Regions from separate parts of the Anas platyrhynchos genome. Here region 2 is linked to region 1. The links are chromatin contacts, called in public Hi-C maps. All regions are on one chromosome and are shown on one strand. Each heading gives the region's core, a stretch centred on a gene start, on an enhancer-like site or on the middle of the called end of the contact. The rest is flanking DNA. Distances are from core to core; before and after follow the strand shown. Region 1 has its middle 4.2 kb from the start of TRNASTOP-UCA. Region 2 holds the start of RBKS (ribokinase).

Region 1 (6,810 bases), core at 1,534-4,033:
GCCGGGAAGCGTCATCCGGAGTTAAGTAGGGAAGCACCTCTGAGGACCTAAGCCGGGATGACTGTGCTTCCTTTGCACGAAATGACTCACCCCAGCTGAAAGCCGGGGAGGAGAAGGGAAGGGTGCGAAGGGCCCCGCTGCCACTCCTGCTTTGGCTGCGATTGCGTCCAACCTGCCTGGCACCCGAGGCAAGCAGGAGCCAGCGGCCGTGGTGAGCACACGGGCTGGTGATGGGCAATCGGGTAAAAATAACTAAATAAAATCAAACAAATTAAAAAAATTATAAATAAAATAAATAATATAAAGCAAAATCAAACAAAATAAAACAAGACAAAGCATAACAAAACCAACCCAAACCAAATAAAACGATGCCACCCCCCAGCACCCCGCGTGCCACATGCCTGCTGTCTTTGCGGCCTCGCAGGAGATGCGCAGCCGGGAGCGCCGCGGGCCCCAGCTGGCTCCGTGCTCCCGGCCGCCTCCTCTGCCCGTAACAAACTTTCTGTGAGGAATTTCGCCTCAGAAACTGGTGCCCGCGCTGCAGTTTGGCTGGGGGCTCTGGTTGGCGGGGGGCAGCGGGCAGGGGGGGTTGGAAAGGCCTCAGCCCAGTAGTGGGCAGCTGAGAACATTAAAGTTAGATGCCAGTTACCCAGCAGAACATAATACGGCCCTTTCATGTGGTGTTTATAACTGAACATGCTGTTTTGTGTTGGCCTATTTTTTTTTTTTCTTCCAAGAAGTAGTTTTGGATTAAATTATGACAATTACATTCTTATAGTCACCCCCCCTCCAGCCCCCACCCGCGCCCTGCGTGCACACAAGCACAAATGGGAATTATGTGCTCCGAGTGCGATCTGAACTCCGCAGCCCGGGAGCTGTGCCTGGCATTGAGTTCACTTTTTTTTTTTCTTTTTTTCATTTTTTTTTCCCCTCCAGAACAACAACAAAAAAAGGCCAGAGCCACTCCACACTCTTTCATCGCCTTCGGATGAAGTTAGGCCGGTCAGATTGCTGGTGTGGGTGACTTGTCCTGGAGGGGAGCTCGTGGCGAACACAGACTTTCCAACACGCAGGAGGGGAGGCCAGGGAGCCCTGGCGGTGAAGGCTGCGGCACGCCGCACAGGGTTTGTGAAATCCTGTGTGAATACGTGGTATGCAAACACCCCCCGCGCCGAGCTTCTTGCACAAGCCCCAGTTGGCTCACGTACCTGGGCAGGGCTTCAGCTGGTCGGCGATGGAGGAGCACAGCTCGACGAGCGGCCTGCCCTCGGGGAGAGGCCCCCACATGTGCCCCCAGCACGGCAGAACTGAGAGGGAGCACGGGAGGGAGGTTAACTGGGACGGGGGCACCCCAGGACCTTGTTCTCGCACCCTTTAGCTGACACGGAAAGGGACGAGGCCATAGGAAGAAGGGCTCCCTGTGTTTAGCTGCTGGTTTGAGGCGAGCGCCGGCGTAGAGGCCGGTGTAGATGACTTGTGTGTAGCTGGGAGGTTTTACAAAATACTATCAATGTCTTGCCTGAGTCTGCTTTGTTTGCAGTCACTCATTAGTCAGCCAAAGCGTTCGGCGTTTGAACCTGAGTGTCACTTTCTTCCCTGACAAAGGGCCAACCGAAGAGGAGCCAAAGGCTTTACCGCTGCTTAGGAGGCAAGCCAGGGGTTACTCAGCGGCACGATGCACGAGAGCCCGGCTTCTCAGCAGAATGCAATCTGCCTCCTGTTGTTTTCCCCGTGGAGTCACAGAGCGGCGAGGAGGATGTGCTGGTGACAGATGGCTGACGCGACTCATGAAGCGCATGGGTGACTGGGCTGTGACTCAGCAAGAGTTTGGGCACGGGAGCCCCGCTGCTGGAGCTCTTGCACGGTGACCGTGGACCTGGCCGGGTCTCCTGGAGGGCCGAGCGCGGGACGTCGTTTGAAGTCTGTGACCGCCAGCCTCCACGGGAGGGAAGCAGGCACACGCAGCCTGTTGGAGCAGAAAGTCAAGCTCCTAATTACTGTTTACATTGGTAATGGATAATGTCGTAGTGCGTACAACTACATGACCTGCTGGTGGTGCTTAGATGTCCTGCTAGCCTTCGGAAAGGAAACCATTCAACATCCTGGCCTGAAGTAATGACAGTCTCACTTGGAGGGAGTAGCACTCAGAAAACTTCTTTTTCAGTCAAGTCACTAGAGGGGGACAAAGACCTGATCTGGGTACACAGCCATACACCAGCTCTCCTGTTGCAGCTCTGGGAGACACCTTGGAGAGGCAGAAGCAAAGATGGCCCTGGCCTTCATCAGATCTGGAGGTGCCCAAGTGCAGCAGGATGGCTTTCTGGACACCGAGCAGGCAGGTGGGGATCAGCAGCACGTTGGGGAAATGAAGCCAATCCTTTCCCACCAGAAGCAGGATGGTGCATGCGCATGTTTAGCAGCCTCTGTGTCAGCTCTGCCAGTGCTTCTCCCTATTCCATAGCTGGCTGGGGCTTTTGAAGGCCAATTTTTTCTTCTTTCTCCTCTTTTATGAATGATGAAGAGCTGAATTCACAGGTCTGGATAGGTGCCAGGTGTTATTGTTGTCTCTGTGAGTTAGAGACGTCATGGAAATATTGGAGAACCTGAACTCGAACAGAATGTACCTGTGTGCATCCCACACGCACGCAGAGAGCCAGAGTGGCCGTAGTAAGCAGCAAGGCAGCGTTTGCAACTAACATATTGACCTGAAGTGCTTAAAAGCCACTACACACACTCCCCTGGTGAAATGTCGACTGGAATGACTCATACAAATGGATCGTGATGCACAGTCCTCAGCCCAGCCAGACTGTGCTTGGAACCAAGGCACTCCCATTTTCTCCCCTCCAGCATACTTGCCTGACCAAATCCAGGATTGAGCCATTTGGCTCTGACTGGAGCTGGTCAGAACATGTTTTTCTTTTCTTCTCTTTTTCCCCTCCTTCACCCTTTGGAAAATGTTGACATTTTAGCAAAGGGCTAAAAAACCCAAACCCTGAATATTTTCCATTGGAAAATGCTCAGGGAATGGGAGGGGAACAATCCCAAAATTGCCAACAATCAAATCTAGTTTGCTTTTAAGCTTTTTGGGTTTATGAGAAGGGGTCACGTTTGGAAGAAAGCAAACACTTTCTATGAAAATATTTGTTCTCTTCAAACCCATTTTTTCACTAGAAAAGTGTTCCAACTGGCATCCTTTTTACTGAAGTTAGTTTGGACATTCTCTACGTCTAATTTTGGAATCGGCCCGAAGAAAAACTAATTCAGAAATGTAAATCTTTTATTGGAATATAAAGCACAAATGACACATACAGCACAACTTTGAGATATATCCCGATAGTCTCTGTGTGTCAACAGTCCTATTTTCACAAATATCTCAACCAAGTTTGGAATCTGGCCTCTGGGACGCCAAGCTCTCAAGGCTTAGTGCTCTGAGCACATTCCTAAAGGGAATCTCTCTTAATAAGATCACATCAAAGGCTGTAAGGGAAGCAATAGGCAGTGAAAGGCATATTACCTGTAACTATCCCTTGAGTAGCTGATAGCACGGAAGCACTTAAAAAGCATTTTGTTCTGATGTCTTCAGCTAATTTAAATTTCTGTCTGAATTGTAATGTAGGCCTGAAACATTTGTTTCATCTTGTCTTTGTGTATTATCCTGCTTTGCTGTAAGTTAAAAATAAAAAAGGAAAGGGACAATGTTAGCATAACAGAACACACATATTTGGAGGAAAGGAATTATGCCCTAAACTTTTACTAAATGCGGCTAATAACAGGTTAGAGTTTAAAAATGGAAAGATCTTAAAACAAGTATACACTGGTCATAAATAAATTTGGGCTGCAAAGAAGCAGAAGCCTTCAAAACAGCAGCAGAGTGAAGTTCAGAATAACCTCCTAAGAGGAGCAACGGGAGTAAAAAACTGAAGACAGATCTCAATCAGTTGTAGGATATCATGACAGCAGAGGAGGAGATTCAATGTCCCATGGGTCCGTTCTCTTTTTTTGTGCCCCTTCACCCTTTTTTTTTTTTTTATTTCACACTAAAGCTTCTCAGTTCCTCTTCACATTTGCTCCATTATGGTTTAGAGTTGGAAGTGCTGGACTTCGCTGTGACTTAGTTCTGCTCTCCGTCACTTGTCACTTCCAGGCTTCCCTGAACTAGTCACTGCTGTTTGAATTGGGTCACCGCAGAAGAAGGGGTATGTTTGACTTCACCAAGCCCCTGTTTGTTATTTTCTTTTCAGTCTGGGAACATCTCCCTGTCATTGTTAAATCTCATAAAGCAGTGGGTATAAAAACATAATGATGCAAAATCTCCGTTTTGTACCTCATCTTTGTCAGCTGGGGACAACTCAATTGTATGTTGATAAAAGGAAGAGGCTGTGAATGTCTCTGCCACCTTAGTGGCAAGGAACACAGGGTTCCTAAAGCCCTGCACTGGTTATGTCTGTCCTCTGTAATATTTTTTTCAGCATAACCAAGCAATTTTTCATTTACAGACCTCTACTTTTGAGTTAATAAAGACAAAATATCAAGAGCGTCAGCCCCTGAGCTTGGAAACACAACTGCATGGAGGAAGCCACAGCAGGAACATGAGAAATGGCCATCCAGGGATGCAGAGCTGTGACTAGCCATGGAAATGTCACTGTGTGAAATGTAACTACTGGGACACCAAGCAGATTAAGCCAGGGCTTGTGACTGTTGACATTCATGGAAACATGTTTCACAAATCCAGCTCTCCCCCCCAAAATCAGATTCTAGCTTCCTTCCAATAATTTAAAGAGGCAGCAGTCTGTTCATATAACCTTCAGACCAGGCTGGCAGAGGGACTGAGTCCCTCAGTGAAAACCAAAGAGCAGCCCCTCTGGGTGAGAGCAGCCCAGCAGTCTGCTCCCAGCTGGGGCACAAGGAGAGGCTGTCCAGGGAGGGCGAACAGCCCTGGGCTCTTCCCTCTCTCTTCCCCTTGCATTTCCTCAGCATTCACCTTTGTTGGGGTGGGATGCTAGATTTTACATCCCACCTATTCCCTGTAGCATCCATTTAGAGATCTGTTGTCTGGGAATTTGTCTAATCCCACTCAGAGCCTGCTGACACCGTTTGCTTCTGGAACCTGCTGGGCCAGCAGCTGCCAGAAGTTCCCTGCCTAATGTCATGTAACTTCTTTAATCTGTTTTAAACCTGTGTGCTGTTGGTTTCAGTGAGTGCTCCCTGCTCTTCTGTTGAGGGATTTGGCTACTAACAAGTCTGCATTCACCTCAGCCACCCTAATTCTGCGAACCTTGTCATTAACCACCAGAAAAATAGCTAAGGATTGCAATACTGCTCAGATCACTCTGTTCCTGTCGCCTGCTGACCTTCCCAGAGCAGTTTTATGCCTGCAGCACTCTGGCTGTTACCAAACTCAGATGGGAAAAAAAAAATGACAGCAAAGCAAATGGAGTGCAACTTCCTTCCAGCGTTGTATTCCCTGTGCAGCTGCCCATCAGCGATGCAATGGGTCCATTTTGTGGTTAGGAGTTGGATGCTGATGGCCCCATCCTTCCCTTGGGGATCTGCAGTTCCCTGCCCAGCAGGGGGCTGCAAAGCAGCGAGCAGGATTTCGGGGAGGGTAGGCTGGCAGCCCCGGCGGGGGTGTCAGGGGCATCTTCCAAAGTGGCTTTAATTAATGAGCACATGTGCAGCGAGGAGAGTTACAGCATCCCACTCAAATTGTTGACTTGGAGCGCTTCTGGAGACAGCCGTACTCTGCTCATTAGGAAAGAGCTTTTTTGCAATGCCCTTGGATTGGACGGCTCTTGGATTGCACCACGAGATCAAGTCCCCGTACGGGCTGCCTGCCTTTCGGCTGCCAGCTCCAAGAGGGTTGTTTTTCTTGTCTTCTCATTCTCAAGGAGTGCTCAGCCAGATGGCCTGTTTTCGAATGCACTGTGCGTTGGTTGGATGTGTGTTTGGAGAGTCTGCCAGCTTCACGAGAAGGAAGAAAGAGCAAAAGAAAGGGAAAAAAGCACCATTTGGTATCTATCTCTGGGACCCAGCCAGAGTTGAGGCTCTGTTTGAAGAAGGGGGGAGTCTTAAGAGAGAAACTCTAGACAAAATTGAAAGCTGGAAAAACTTTCAAGCTTGACAGACTGGGAGACTGAAGTTCTGCACAACACCCATCCGCTACCTGGCTCCCTCGCAAACGTGCCGCAGATCCCCTCAGGAGCCGTAGTAAGAGCAAGCACCAAGCATCTCTCGCCGCCCTCCCTGCCTACCTCACCTGCGGGCTGAGATGCGGAGAGGTGGCCCAGCCAGCCCGTCCTCTGAGGATCCCTAGTGCCGCCTGTGGCCTCTGGGATTTAGCAATCAGTTCACCAAAACCTGAAATGACAGCATTACAGCCCAGCTACATCAGCCCAGGCAGTGGAGAAGGACAAAACAGACACCACTGGGGCCCAGCTCCCCAAGAAAGTTGCCTGAATTTTACTACAGGGCAATGCCATTTTCCAGCACCTTGTTATGTTAGCGTCCCAGAACCACCTTCTGGTGAGTTGGGGCAGCAAACAAGCAGAGGCCAAACCAGAGCACCAGCTTTTTCCACCGCTCATTGGCAAATAATTCGAACCTGACGAGAAAAGTCTGGTGGTGAAGGGGAGGGGAAAGCTTTAAAGTTTGGGTGGATGGAGCGTGGCTTTCTTTGCCTAACTAGATGTCGTGTTGTGGTAACAACGCATTGTTCCAAGCAGCAGGAGGAGGTCTTGTTAATCCGAGCCAGAGAAAGCCATGTTTGTAACCATCCCCGCCGGCTGACGTGCCACGCTGTGCCTTGCAAGC
Region 2 (6,810 bases), core at 2,415-4,914, 94 kb after region 1:
GAGACAAGAAAGCAATCTGAGAGGAGGGAAGAGGTCCACCAAAAACTAAGATTTCAAATCTTGAACATCCTAACAAACATAGTTTTCCAGTATTCGGGCTGTGGTCTCATTCTCTTGAATTCAAGTGAAAAACTGTTGCTGTTGTGACTGTCCAAGGCCTTTTTTTCCATCTTACATTTTGTTCTTTGCTTCTGCTGTTTTCAATTGCCATGCCAAAGTTTCTCCTGTTTATTCTAATTGTTTTAGTGTGTCTGACTCTCATTGGTTTATATGTTTAGTCTTGTCCTGATTTAATATGAATTAAAATGCCACTGCCACGACCAGTCTGCAAACATGAGTCAGAAGAGAAACTATTTCAATAATACTATGGCCGGCACCCGCCTGGTTTGATATCTTGATCCTATAGAATAATGCGGGTTTTGTTGTCTACTACTATTGCCTGGTATTGCCAATGAAGTGTTGATTGTGATTGTGACCACAAGTATGTTTTGTTCCTGGTCCTATTAAGCCAAAAGAGTGTGGTTTACTGCATGTATGTACGTGAGGCTGTTTTGATTATACAAAGTTCACTTTAGAAAACCCACACTCTGCCACTGCAGCGCTACAGGACAATGAGAGAAGAATTTCCAATGAGAATAGTATTTTAAAAGCAAACCGCTGGGCCCCTTCCCTGTAAAAGGATGTTAAGGCACACTACCCTTTCTTCTGAATTTGATTATTTCTCAAAATGACAAGCGAATGCTGTCTTCAGCAGAAGGTCCCCTTTCTTTCCCTTCTCGTTCATTATGTAAGGCGTAGCAAATTTCAAATTGCACATTCCCGTGGCACCCAGACATTACGCTTCTTCAAATCATCGGTTTACTGCGCTGAGTAAAAACATTTGACGGTAACTTCTTGCGCTCGGTCAGTCTGGCTGCCACATGGCCGCTGGCAGCTTCGGGCTGATCTTTCGGATTGTCGGTACCTTGCCCGTGAAGACCTGGGGATATTCACCAGTTAATGCCTGCCACCCTTAGGTTCTGGCTCTCCAGAATTAGGGCGAAGTCAGTGTTCTGGAGAGCCAGCGTTGCACCCCACCAGCTCGAGTTGTAACACAGCATTTAACCTCTGGCAACACGCTTATCTTCTAGGAAAAACAGGCTTCAGTCCCGAGCAGTGAATAAGCCCATCAAACGCAACGTGGCCAGAAATGTGCCTGACCTCCTTCACACCACTCTCCCTCCTAATGAGGTTTACTCACTCTCTTCCAGCAGATGACAGACGGGCAGTTAACACACTCGCCTCGCTCTCCATATCTTCTCCTAGCTAAAACCTCGGCATAAATAACAAATTCATGAAAATCTGGTGCTCTTTTGTCCCCCCTGAAACGAACCCTAGCTTTAAACCTAGAATATGCAACCTCCCTACACTGCAGGCATACAAACAGGAAAGAAAAACCCTCCTTGCATCAATCCTAATCTGGCAGTTTTTTAAGAAAGCTTGCTTATCATTCCCTGTTTCACTCCTTTGCTCCCATTTAGAGGCATCCCTGCCCACAGCTTAACGCTTTCAGGTCATTTTACCAAGATTTTTGTAACATTGGATACATCCAAACTCTGTCTACATGGGTACCAAATGGAGATTTTGGAGATTTCAGTCTGACTGAACACTTGCCAGCAAAATTTAAACCCATTCCTTTCCCAAGTTTATGAAGTGCCTGAAATCCTGTGCTCGTAACCGGGAATGAGGCTGGCCGTTCTTTCCCAGTTGAATCAAATTAGCTTATCACTAATAAAAAGCCCTTCACTGCTCCTTAAGTAGAGGCTAATGCTGGTGAGTCAGATACATTCTTGTGATAGCATTTGTTCAGTTTAAGAAACTCTCAGCTGACTGAAGAGTGAAAGAGCTTTTTTTTTTTTTTTTTTCAAGCACTTAATCTCAGTGTTACAGCATCTATGGCTACAACCCACGGTTTAATCTCTAGTTATAGTACAGCCAGTTAATGAGCCTTCAGATAAGTGCCTGCATTTCCATCACAGCAAACTTGAAGCTAAAAAAAAACACACGGGAGCTTTCCATTTGTTGGCCTTGTTTGTTTTGTTTTGTTTAACTGTCAAGAAAAAACTCAGGCGCACGGTTGTCAGTAGTGCTTAAAGCTGTAGGCAATTTTTGAAGTCTTTTTCCATATTGTAGAGAGAAAGGAAAAGGAATTTCTTGAGAGTAGCGCACCATGCCTTGTGTTTCAACGTAACGTCACAAGCATCTGATCACTCACACACACGTAACGTCAAGATCAGTTCTCCAATATCTTTCTCTGACTTACAACACAACTATTCCTCTTGGAAAACCGCCAGTGCGTGCTGCAGATAACATAAAGCATTACATCTTTCTGACATAGGTTCTATGATTTTTAAAGTGTTTTTACAGTGCACGTCTATGACTGCATTGCACTTACTCCCAGCATAACCTTCTGATCATGTCTTCTACACTTTCTTGACCCACAGGCTTTGATTGTCTGCTGATTCACATTGAGGAATTGATTTATTTTTTTTTTTTTACTGCAGAATTCCCAGCAGAGCGAGCTGATGCAGCCCAGACACATACACTTTTAAATCCTATGTTAACCAAGTCTGCGTACGTAGTTTGAAACCAGATGTGTTTAATGTAGTGCAAATAAAGAACTGGTTTGCAAGTTTACTGGGGCTGACAAGGTCAGGCCGTTTAGGTTAGCATTTGCACCATTGCCAAGTCTCACAGTTCTGTTTGAATTCTTCCGATATTCAGTATTCGTTATGAAACCCAGGTTGCTCGAACCAAAACTTTATTTTTTACAAAGTTTCTAAACCTTACCTATGAGCTAAAAAAGAATAAGGAGGAGGCACTCGGGCCTCGTTGTCAGAGCAAAATGCCCAGAGGATGAATCAAAAGGCACGAGGACGTTCCTTGAAATAAATAAATAAATAAATAAATAAATAAATAAATAAATCAGTTCAGAAAGCAGAGGTGCTTGGTTTCCTGAGGGCTCACTTCTGTTTCTTGGTCTGAATGGCTACGAGCAGCTCGGCGGCCTTTTTTTCTCGCCGTCCCATGAAACGAAGCCTGTAAATAATCAACTTCTGGCCTGCCTTTTTTTTTTTTGTTTGCTTGTTTTGTTTGTTTGTTGTTTTTCACGGGAAGTTTGTTTTCCGACACGAAGCCTCCTTCCTCGCTTTCCTGGCGGCCTCAAACGCTTGGAGCCGAGCTGCCCCAGCCGAGCCCCTTCGTTTACCTCCACAAACCTTCGGCCTGGCGAGCTGGGCTGAGGGCCCGCCTCCTTCCTCCTGCCTCCCGCCTCCCTCCCGCCTCGCAGCCCCCCGGCCGCGCAGCACCGAGGCCGGGCGTCCCCTTCTCCCCCAACCCGATCCCGCGGCGCGTCCCTGCGGCGGGTACTGACCTGACGAGGTCGGTGACGCAGGATCCCACCACCACCACCACGGGGGCAGCCATGGGGCCGGGCCCTGCCCCTTGCCCCTTGCCCCTGTCCCCAAGGCCTCAGCAGGCCGCGCCGCGCTTCCCCCGTCACCATAGCAACGCCGGGGGGGCCTTCCCCCAGCGGGGCTGCCCTGCGCGAACGCCTGCTGGCGGCGGGCAAACCCCAGCCCGGCAGCGCGGCGGCGGCTCGGCGGCGAGGCCCCCTCCGGCCCGGTTGCGGGGGGCGGGTGGCGGTGGCGGCGGCGGGGGCGCGCACGCCTGGGCGGCGGGGCGGGCGCGGGGGCGCGCACGCCGGGCGCGGCCGTTGCTAAGGGGCCGTAGGTAATGGCGGGGCCGGGGGGGGGAGCGGGCGGCCCGCAGCGCCTCCGACGGCCCCCGGGGAAGCGAAGGGGGGTGGACCCGGCATCGGGCTCGTGTCCGTGTCGTGCCCCTCCGGGGGGTAAAAGCCCCCAGGGGGCGGTGGGGAGGCTGAGAGGGGCGCCCCCGGCCTGCTGTGAGGCGAGGCAGGGCAGGGCAGGCCGCAGGGCTTCACCCGCAGCGGGATGGGGCTGCCCCGTGCCGGGTTCTGGGAGGGGAGCAGCCTGGAGAGATTTAACTTATTTATTTATTTATTTAATGTTTTATTTTTATCTTTCTAGGTTTGTTTGGTGTCTACGCTCGCCCCCATAGCGCTGCAGGGGGGGTGGGGGTGGGGGGGAATGGTGTGCGTGGGGGCTGAGCCTTGCAGGAGTTGTGGAGTGGTGTGGTGGGGTGTAAAGCCCGCTGTTTGCTCAATAAACGCGTGAGGTGAACGCCGAGCGAGCCTGTGAGTGCTGGGTGTTAACGGGCTCCTTACATAGGAGATATTACAGATCTGGAGAAACGGTGCAATAAAGCCAGGTGACACTGGCAGCTTGTTTTGATGGTATCTGCAGGTTTTGTTAATGGGAAGATAAAGAACCTCATCCTGTAATTCATTCTGGAAGGTGTCTCTTTTCCCCACGTTTCTCTTCGTGTCATGGCCTTACCCTCATAACATCCACAGTTCCCTCAAAACGTGTCACATAAGCAGAACCACCCGTGAGACCTTTGTGCATAAAACGCTAGGAAGATAGCTTGTCTTTCAGCACGCTTTTCATGGCCTCCAAAACCTTCAGCAGTCCAGCTGGCCCCTCTGCCTGAAGTTACTCTCCCTACACTAGAGCTGATGGAACAAAACGTGCCCAGTTTTAGCCAGCCTTGCACAAAATCTAGCGTTTTAGTTTAAGCTCATTACCTGTTCGAGCTAAGCTGTTGGACTTTGCATTGAAATAGGTCAAGTCTGGACTTGTGTTCTCAGCTTCCCTAGGTAAGGATAAAGGTGAGTAGGCAGTCGTTTGGGGCAGAGGAATAACAACCATGAAGTAATGTCTTGAATTGCCATAGATGTTTGCCAGGCAAGCTTCAGTTTTTACCTATTGTCAGGGTAAATCATGTATGTGAAGAGAGCTAGTTGTACATTAGTACGTGGATGTTCACTCTTCAGCTTCTTTAGCTGCCATAAAATGTAAAATACAGCATATTAAAGGCAATTATTATTTTTAGGAAATTCTTGTTATTTTTGTGCTGAAAGAGCCTGGCCTTTGCTTTATTCAGAATTCCTCTTTGTTGAGCGTTCATTCATACTTCGGTGTGAATGGCTTTCATAAGAACAAAACACATAACTCAAATGTTTAATGTTGCTGCCAGTTAAAAGGAATGATCAGTTTGCAAAAAAATATCCACTAGTTACCAACTAATGCTTGTAAATGGAGCATTAGAAACAACAGAGAAGTATTGTGAGTACAGCACTCCATATGCAGTGTTATTTATGAATGCAGATGAGTAATTAAGAGGTTGTCAAATCATAGAATAGAATCACAGAATAGTTTGGGGTGGAAGAGACCTTAAAGGTCATCTAGTTCCAACTCCCTGCTATGGGCATGGGTGCCACCCACTAGTGGGTCATGTCTCTAATTTTGTAAGGAAGTAAATACAGTCTGGAGGGCTGTTTTTCAATTGAATGGGTTTAAAAAAAATCCATTAACAGTCAGAGTCTGAGTATCGGGTCTTCTGCCCAACTTCTCACTGTCATTGTGACATTACACTCAGTTGTTTGTGGTTATGGTTGTGTTTTTGTAAAACTGCAAAGTTCAGTTAATTTTCAGATGGACCTTTGTGCCCAAGAACTTGATCAAGTGTATTAAATTTGCATTTTGATAGGTTGCTTACCCTTTTCTTCTTCAACTTTGCCTGCCACAGTCTGTTGTAGTCCACAGTGTCTAGCCTTTTTGCATGGGACTGGATTAAATTATCAGCGTGCTCAGTGTCTGCATTTCATCTAAAAAGCAGCAGGTTCTTAAAGTGTGGTTAGTGGCCCAAGTGATTTAGCACAAGGCCATGCACTTGCAAGCGCCTCTGAAAAAGCTGTGCTTAAAATTCGTATATATGGGTCTCTTGATGAGTTTTGTGCCTGAGGATGCCTTCCAGAGCGTGGTGATATCACTGAAAGAAAGGTAGTGCAAGCCTTTGAAGGAAACCTGAAATGCTGTAAGTAGCAACCTAGTGGAGTACTGTAGAATTAATACTGATTATGGTTCTACTCATCGTAGTTGTATTCGATGTTACAAATGAGAATATGGAGAGAGCGTGAAGCCCTTGGTCCCATAGCAATCAGTAACTTTTTTCTCCCTTATTCCTATACAGCTCAAGACAAGAGGAAAGAGGAACGCCCTAAAATGTCACCTGAGGTTGCCTTGAACAGAATTTCTCCGGCTCTTTCACCCTTCATTTCCAGTGTGGTCAGAAATGGGAAAGTGGGCTTGGATGCTACTAATTGTTTACGCATTACAGACTTGAAATCTGGGTAAGTGTTTGAGTTCCCTATCCAAAAAGAACATCCAACCCCTAATAACAGTTCAGATGTCTTTTCAGGACTCATTTTTATTAGGTCAACAAGTATTTAAACACTTCCAATATATCTGGAAGTGATATACTATCTGGATTGCTTTTTTTTTTTTTTCTCATTACTATTTTGTATTTTGTGGAATTTAATTTGTCATATTGTTGGCAATAATAATCTTGTTAAGACACTTCCATCACTGCCACTTGATAGTGCTGGTTTTCAGCAGCAAGATAGTTATAAACACTTTTTCCTTTTGTTTATCACTTGCTTACTCAATCTTTCCTGTAAATTAAAATCTCAAAGATAAATTTTTATGACCTTACCACGGTCATGAATATGGTAAATAAGAAAACAACAACAACAAAAAACCACCTTTATCTGACCTTCGTTGAGATCAGTACATCAAGTGGCTGTAGGGTTTGAAATAGGCCAAGCTACTATTTTTAGCTTTAATTCTA

The links. Hi-C and Micro-C count contacts between places; a contact is called where the count stands out from the background.
Region 2: a contact with region 1 is called in a Hi-C map of subcutaneous adipose tissue, with 2.2 times the contacts expected there. The contact joins the promoter of RBKS here to the enhancer-like site in region 1. A contact is called at or near these places in 2 of 8 Hi-C or Micro-C datasets (F5 follicle and subcutaneous adipose tissue).

The regions. Positions count from the first base shown.
Region 1 is chr3:38,217,513-38,224,322 of IASCAAS_PekinDuck_T2T, forward strand. No RefSeq gene overlaps it. Among named protein-coding and RNA genes, the nearest start is that of TRNASTOP-UCA, 4.2 kb to the left of the region's middle. Within about 2 kb of position 2,784, at least 4 of the 8 cell types and tissues checked have an H3K27ac peak or open chromatin away from gene starts, as enhancers often do. A contact at or near this core is called in subcutaneous adipose tissue, where this site is marked.
Region 2 is chr3:38,310,871-38,317,680 of IASCAAS_PekinDuck_T2T, forward strand. It overlaps RBKS (ribokinase), which reads right to left and starts at 3,665. Exons shown (of 9, transcript XM_027454053.3): 1 at 3,413-3,665. The coding sequence starts at 3,465. It overlaps BABAM2 (BRISC and BRCA1 A complex member 2), which reads left to right and starts at 3,640. Exons shown (of 12, transcript XM_038176415.2): 1 at 3,640-3,771; 2 at 6,154-6,313. The coding sequence starts at 6,186.